2 separate regions of the Anas platyrhynchos genome follow, and region 1 is linked to region 2. A link is a contact called in public Hi-C data. All regions are on one chromosome and are shown on one strand. Each heading gives the region's core, a stretch centred on a gene start, on an enhancer-like site or on the middle of the called end of the contact. The rest is flanking DNA. Distances are from core to core; before and after follow the strand shown.

Region 1 (3,446 bases), core at 236-2,735, 120 kb before region 2:
CTGGCTGTTGGGTGGATCCCATTTCTTCAACAGCTCCAGCTGTGTGGCTCATGGCCCGTTCCTCACCTCAGATGTGTGCTGAGGTGGCCACAGCCTCCATCTCTGCTGCATCCCCTGGGGAATGTGGTGGGGGCAGCTCCTTCCTCCCTGCACGCCCCTGTCACCGCCAGTGCGATGCCTGCGGCCTGGCAGGTGGCTCTGAGCACTGGTGACTGTGCTCAGCTGCCGTTTCCTGCCATGAGCATTCCCCCTGTGAGCGTCTTGCTGCCTCTGATGTAGGATCTGAAATACAGGCCGAAGGGTTTTGCTGCTGTGGCTCTCCTGAGGCATGAAGAGGCACTGAAAGCAGGGTGACACAATCATGGGTTTTGCTCACAGTGTGCTGGTTGCCATCCACTGCAGCTGTTCCCTGCCACAAGACCAGTGGATAGCAGATTTCTTCCTGTGTAGATGATACCAGCTCTTTTTAAAATTACTTGTTGATAACCCCTTTGTATTTGTTAACAACTGAAGTATCTCTAATTCAGCTTAGACTGTTTTGACTTCTTGCTTATCCTAAATTTTTGTAACAACTACAGGAGTAGTATTGACATGTGCTGTGGTTAAACCTTGAGGGAATATGAACACTAAATATGAAGTGAATGACTTTGCCTGTATATTTCCAGGGTTTGAACTATCTGCCCCCTCATAGCATGTCTCTCTCATGCTCTGCCAGATTGTTTCTGATGCTACTTGCTGATTTGTCTGGTGATTCTTGGTTTCATTGGAGATATTGTTATTTTAAGAGAACCATATCCCTTCAGATTAGTCACTTAGAATGTGCTGGATATGTATATATTTATATGTATGTATATAAGCTGACATTTATATTTTTAACTATCTTCACAGGCAATAGAGGGGAAAAAATTAAAAACAGTGTTTTGTAAAAGGCACAAAGAATGAATCATTACAAAAAGTTACCACTGTTTTCATTCTAGAAAGTAAATAGGTACATGAAGGCAACATAACTTACCAGAAAAATAGTACAGGTCATCATATCAGGTGATGGCTAATGCCTTCAGATTCTAGGGTAATTCTAATTAACAAAAACTGCTGAACACTTAAGGATCCAATAAGATTTCATTATCACGTATCTATCACTCTTTGAAATTTCTTTATGACTACATCTTTCAAACCTCTATCCCTTGCTTCAGGTCCTATATAACTTGGCAAATCCTGGTTAGGAGCCATTGTGTTCTGGTGCCTTCTGCTTCCCTCCATTTTTTTGGGTGTTCCGGAGGTGAAGTCAGTCAGTGCAGAATCAAGCCAAAGACGTGCTTACAGCAAAAATTAGTTCAGATGACCCCTATAAGAATATGAACAAAATCCAATACAAACAGGGCTAATGCACCATGAGTAGGTGACACTCTAAGCAGTATTGGCACCTCTATGTTTTAGCCAGTAAGACATGCTTCAGAAATGAAGCACCCATGTTATGACCTCCTCCTCTTGCTGAGTCATGTTCCTCTGGACATCATCTCCACCACTTTGTCACAAACGTGCATTTGATTGCCCTGAGCTGGTGGCTGTTCCCTACCCCTGTGTCCAGACACAGGGAAGGACAGGCCAGCTGGAGGTCACTTCTCAGGAGACAACCAGTGCTTCAGTCCTGGCTCTTAGTGTTTGTCCTGCAGCCTGCCATATGGCAGCCAGCAGTGCATGCGATGTTACAAGGAAACTGCTGCACTGAAAATACTTGTGCCATAAATAAGAGGTTTACTTGTGATTCTGCTGCTGCTTCTTCATGCTGAGTGAGGAGTATTGAAAACTTGTTGCTGCTACACGTGCATACACAGTGAATGGCTCACCTGAGTTTTGTCAGGAAGCAGCTAAGACCTAGCTGAGGTGCAGGAATTGGACATGTTTTAATCCCAGGCTGATGTTAAGCTTCTTCCCTCGGACAGTATTTTAGTTGCAAAACCCAGAGTCTAGACAAAGAGTCACAAACATTTATCAGGGCTGCTCTTGTGCATAAACACTTTGCATTTTGTGGGCTAGCTGAGTTTAGGGACTTGTTTTGCTAAGAAGAGCTCATTGTGTGTCAGGAAAAAGCCTTCTAGAAACAGCTCTGTGATGTATGCTACACTGTGCTGGGCTTGGGAGCAATCTTTTCTTGTTCAGAAAAGGAAGAAAAAGCAGAACAACACAATTTTTGTGGTGGCTTTATGCTGAAAGATGGAAAGATTTAAAAAAAAAAAAAAAGACAATTTGATTTAGCTAAAAAAAGAACTAAGTGGGAAATTTCAGAGATTTGAATGTAATTTATCACTCAGTCATCAGTGGGCAGGAGAGATGTACGTTTCTCCAGCAAAACTGCAAGAAGTGGCTGTCTTTATCAAGGACCTTTCTGGCTGAAGGAAGATAATATTACGCAACTTTCATTTAAAAAGTTGAGTTATGCATTTTCTTTATTTTTATGTATTATAGCCAATTTTAGTATTTTACAGAATGTGCCAAACACACATTATCCTTCAAAAACCTGGAAATCATTCAGTATGTGCCCACAAAAGCAGTCTGCAGCCTGCTCTGCCAAGAAGTCAGCAAGTCCACTAATGGCAAATTTAATGGCCTGTGAACAAAGATCAAACAACATTGTGATTGATTTATTATTGCTGGTTTTCTAGTTTTGTTAAATGAAACAAGACAATATCAGTTCAATACTGCTAACTTCATCCTCTATTTTTGTGCTTGTGTTTCACCTGGCTCAGCATCTGTTTCATTTCCAAGGCACAAAATACATTCTTTACCAATAACTCTGTGTATATATACAAGAAAGTGTGTTTTTACCTTGTATTTCACAGAAAGGAACATTGATTTTGCTGTTGAGTGAACTTGCCTATTCATTCTAAAACATATATTCCTTCATATGATTTTTAAATCTGGAAGTTCTCATCTTTGGGTGCGCAAGACCTTTTGGCTACGGCAGCCACAGGTGTTGCATGATGCTTGTGGAAATTACTCAGCGATGAGGAGAGAGGAAAGGATGTTATGTTGAGTTCGTTCTCTATGTGTGCATAATTGACCATCTTCCCTCACTGCCGGCACAGTGCTGGTGCAGACCAGGGCACTGCAGTAACTTCAGCAGGATTCTGCCTCATCCTGTGGCCATCTGCTTGGAGTGCAGACCAGTGTGCTGGGATATTAAAGCTTCACTACCCTGAAGGACACTCGGTTCTTTGCAGAATGAGTTTTCTTACATAAAGTGAAGGTTGTTTTTTATGCCTTCAGCTCCGTAGACACCTATTTGGGCATGACAAGCTCCTTTACACAGTGTATACAACCAGGAAATATATGGTGTTTGTAATAGATTAGTTTCTTGTCAAACACATTGCTGTTATCTCATATCTAGATAACAAGAATTAAGTTCAGAATATCAAAGAGTGAATAGCTAATGCATAAACCTGTAA
Region 2 (3,649 bases), core at 205-2,704:
GTTAAGATGTACCTAGAAGTGATGTACTTCAATACCTATTTTTGGACATTCTGCGTAAATCACTCCCAAGATTATTCACAATTTTTGCAAAGCAAAATAATGAATAAATATGTTGAAATATTATTTGCTCAGGTGTGTTGCTTTAGAATTAGTATTTGCTGAAAACATAGTATCATTCAGGTTATAAAAGACCACTAAGATCATCTGAATAGCTGTGGGTTCCTGAGGAACGAAAAGATGTTAATCTGAAATGTGGACTAAAATATTGAGAGGTAAGTAGTGATTTAGATGAACCAATAAACCTAGTGTCAAAATTAAATTGAATAACATTTCCCAAATATAACTTCCTATGTCTCTTATGCATATATGCATAAGATGCAAGACTGTAGTCAGAAGTTACTGACTAACCACTTAAGCATAGAGAGTTACGTGAAAGGTTTTCTGGATTTTATTATTATTATTATTATTATTATTATTATTGTTTTGCTTTTTTTTTTAGGAATAATTATTTCTCTTTAACCATTTGCTATGTTTGTTTTTTCCTGGTCTCATTTCACTTATTTGTTGTGGAAGCCTGTTCCCGTTTCAGGATCTGCTGACCATTTGTGATATGGTAACAAAGGTGTTTTACTTACAAAGATGGCACAGGTCGTTTAATCCTCACAGCTGTCACCTCTTGGTCGCTGTCCTCTGGCTCAAGTCTGTCCTCTGCTTCCCCATAGCCACTGTCCTCTGCATCCATGCTGTCATCGTGGCTGTTAAGCAGCAGTTCTTCCTTAGTCCCCACTTTGTCCTCTTGTTCCATCTGCTTCCAGCCCTTGGTCAGCTCTGATACCGTGTTTGAACACTTTCTCCTTATTGTGGGTGATAATTTGGCACTAAGAATTTTGTCAATAGCATTTGATTCTTCTTTGAGCTTGATCATCTCTGAGCTGCCATTGTTGTTCTCGTATCTGTCACTGAGGAGGCTAATATCACCTCCCCGTTCGTAGGCTTTGCTTACAACTGTCTTGGCCACCTCTTTGCTTCTAATGTTGAACTTTTTGAGGGCTTCATCCGATTCCCTGGATTTTTTTTCAGCATCTCTTATTGTAGTTGATTCATTTACTGAGGATTTTTCATCGTCTTTTCCTTGGTCCCTCTTGGTGGATGGAATTGGCCATTTTTCAAAGGGTCTTTCTTGCACTGGCTGAGTTGATGAGTCCACTGCACTGGGGACCCAGCCGGTGGGTTCTTGAGCTTGCTTTACATTGTGATCAGTTGCCCACTGCTGCCAACCTCGCGCCAAGCTGAAGACTAAGGTGGCTGTTCGGATCTTGTGGACAGCCCTTTTTGCAGGAGTTGTGCTCGCCTTCTTTTCAAGAACCATGCTGCTGTCTGCTGCCATGCTGGTGCTTTGCCCTCTTATGTTAAGCACCTCCTCAATGAGCTTCCTTAAGCAAGTAATGTCCAGCAAAGAGAGCTGCAGAGATTTAAATAGAAGTGGGAGCAGTTTGTGCCCATGGAAAATATGTGAAACACTTTGCACAAAGATAGAGTATCCTCACTATTACGGAGTTCTTTTTTTAAAACGTGGGATCACATTTCATCACAGCAGATGAATGATGCGTGATGTAAACAGGATGACACAGACCTGTACTGGGAATAGTGAGATATTCATGGTTTCTATAAGCACTCTTCCCAGGGACTGCTCAATCCCCAATTTGTTGGCAAGTGCAGAATTTGGGTTAAAGATATTGAACAGAGTGTCTGAAATGGCTAAATGTTAGGTGCTGTCAGTTGTCGACAGAGCAGAGACCACTCATCATCACAGGCAAAACTTGCCCTTAGTCACGGAGTGTAAAGCCAGAAGCAGATTACGAATGAGAAATGTTTAGATGTATTTTGTAAAAATATGCTAGGTGATTTCATTTTATTGCTCACATATCCAAGAAAATCCAGGTATGTTAATTTTTAAAAGGTATTTATGTGCTCTATTCCAAGTTATTCCCCAGTTATGTCTGTTTACAGTGTACCTTTAGGGGGTTTTAGGAACAATATTGCATTTGGTGTCGGTGCTAAGAATGAGTGAATCACTATCTCTAGTCTGAAGATTAATACAATAAGTCTGACTTGACTGGATGGATGAATGGTCTCCTAATTTTTATTTAGGATTTTGAAAAAAAAATAATTAAGTGTGACCTATTGCATTTCTGACTGCTTTTTCAAGGAAGTTATCTATATAAACTAGTGTTTAGTTGTATGTTATTTCCACCATAATTATGTCCAACATTTACAGTATATAAAAAAATAGTTTTCTAGGAAAAATCATAATTTCTTCATTCCAGAGGACTTCCTGGAGAGTGGTTATATTTGAATTTATATTTTTTTTGGTGGGTTTTATCAGTTGTTACATAATAACAAACAGACATTTTCTGAGTTACAGTCCTATAGTGTCTTATTTCTTAGTATATTGTTTCCTAAACAGGAAAGGAAACTGGCATTGCTTTTTCCATCTATCATACCTCACAGCTTAGCAGATGACTTGCCATACTTGCCATGTGGCAGTCAGGCAAACAACTTCAGGGTATTCTGTTTGCTTCATTGGTGTTATACCAGAGATAAATATGGACTCTTACTACTCTGCCTTTTTTGATTCTCTCTATTAAAGGCTGGGCTTTTTCAAGTAGGTTTGATTATATCTAGCTCTTGTTTAATAACAAAGCTTTATCATACCTTTGACTTCTAGGCAGAATTCCTCATTAATCTGTGGGGTCATTTCCTCTTCAAAACTGATGACATAACGTAGGTTAGTGTTGCTATATGATATTTAATCACACTTTTATTTTAGAAAGAAATGTATGACCTCAGGATACTGTACAATCGTGGCTATTACCAGCTTCATCGTAACTCTGAAATGCCATTATGAAGTGTACTGGTGCAACCTGATTAAGAAGCATGTGTTACTGAACGTTTATTTTGGTACTGCTTAAAGGCTAATCAGGAATGGGAGCTTCTTGTGTTTAAAAGTACGCATGTGCAGTCATGTATGCATGCAGGATGGTGCATGTTCTGTAACAGCTAAGGAAGATGGAGATGAAAGAAGAGAATAATGCTTGTGCAACATAGGAGTGCGATACCAGCTCATTATATCATTTCTTATGGTTTCTTGAGGATAAGGGAGGCCAAGACTTTAGGAATGAATTGTTATTAAATTGCAATCTGAATTGTTCTGATTTTTTTTTTTTTTAATTATTATTTGATCAAACTGATCAAACTGATTTTTAATGCTTGTTCCAAAGTTCTTGCAACTTCAGTCATATTTCCTAAATGTACTGTCTGATCCTTGTTTAGAAAAATAAGTGAAAATTGCAGGGAAGTATAAAGGAGACCCTGTTAGTGAGCACATTGTTTGATGGATAGCTATTACTATTTGTTTTATGTGATTTTTCCAGTTAATTTTGTACTATTCCAATTTTGCATATGAGATAAAAATCAAAAAACCTGACCAACATAGCATCTGCTGCTCTTGTTCATCCTTCAAAGGTGGCTGCTTTGCCAAAAAAAAAAAAAAGAACTTAGATCTGCTTAACAAAATTTATCAAATCAAAATTGTGTGTACCTGTCCTTGTTAAAAGGTTCTGCTAGGTTTACTACTGTAATTCCTGTT

The links. A called contact is a pair of places that touch in the nucleus more often than the background predicts.
Region 1: a contact with region 2 is called in a Hi-C map of liver, with 3 times the contacts expected there. The contact joins the enhancer-like site here to the promoter of ABRA in region 2. A contact is called at or near these places in 2 of 8 Hi-C or Micro-C datasets (liver and subcutaneous adipose tissue).

The regions. Positions count from the first base shown.
Region 1 is chr2:19,463,625-19,467,070 of IASCAAS_PekinDuck_T2T, reverse strand. All of the region lies in intron 3 of OXR1 (oxidation resistance 1), which reads left to right. Among named protein-coding and RNA genes, the nearest start is that of ABRA, 120 kb to the right of the region's middle. Within about 2 kb of position 1,485, at least 1 of the 8 cell types and tissues checked has an H3K27ac peak or open chromatin away from gene starts, as enhancers often do.
Region 2 is chr2:19,345,853-19,349,501 of IASCAAS_PekinDuck_T2T, reverse strand. ABRA (actin binding Rho activating protein) reads right to left here and starts at 1,454. Exons shown (of 2, transcript XM_005025883.6): 1 at 636-1,454. The coding sequence starts at 1,387.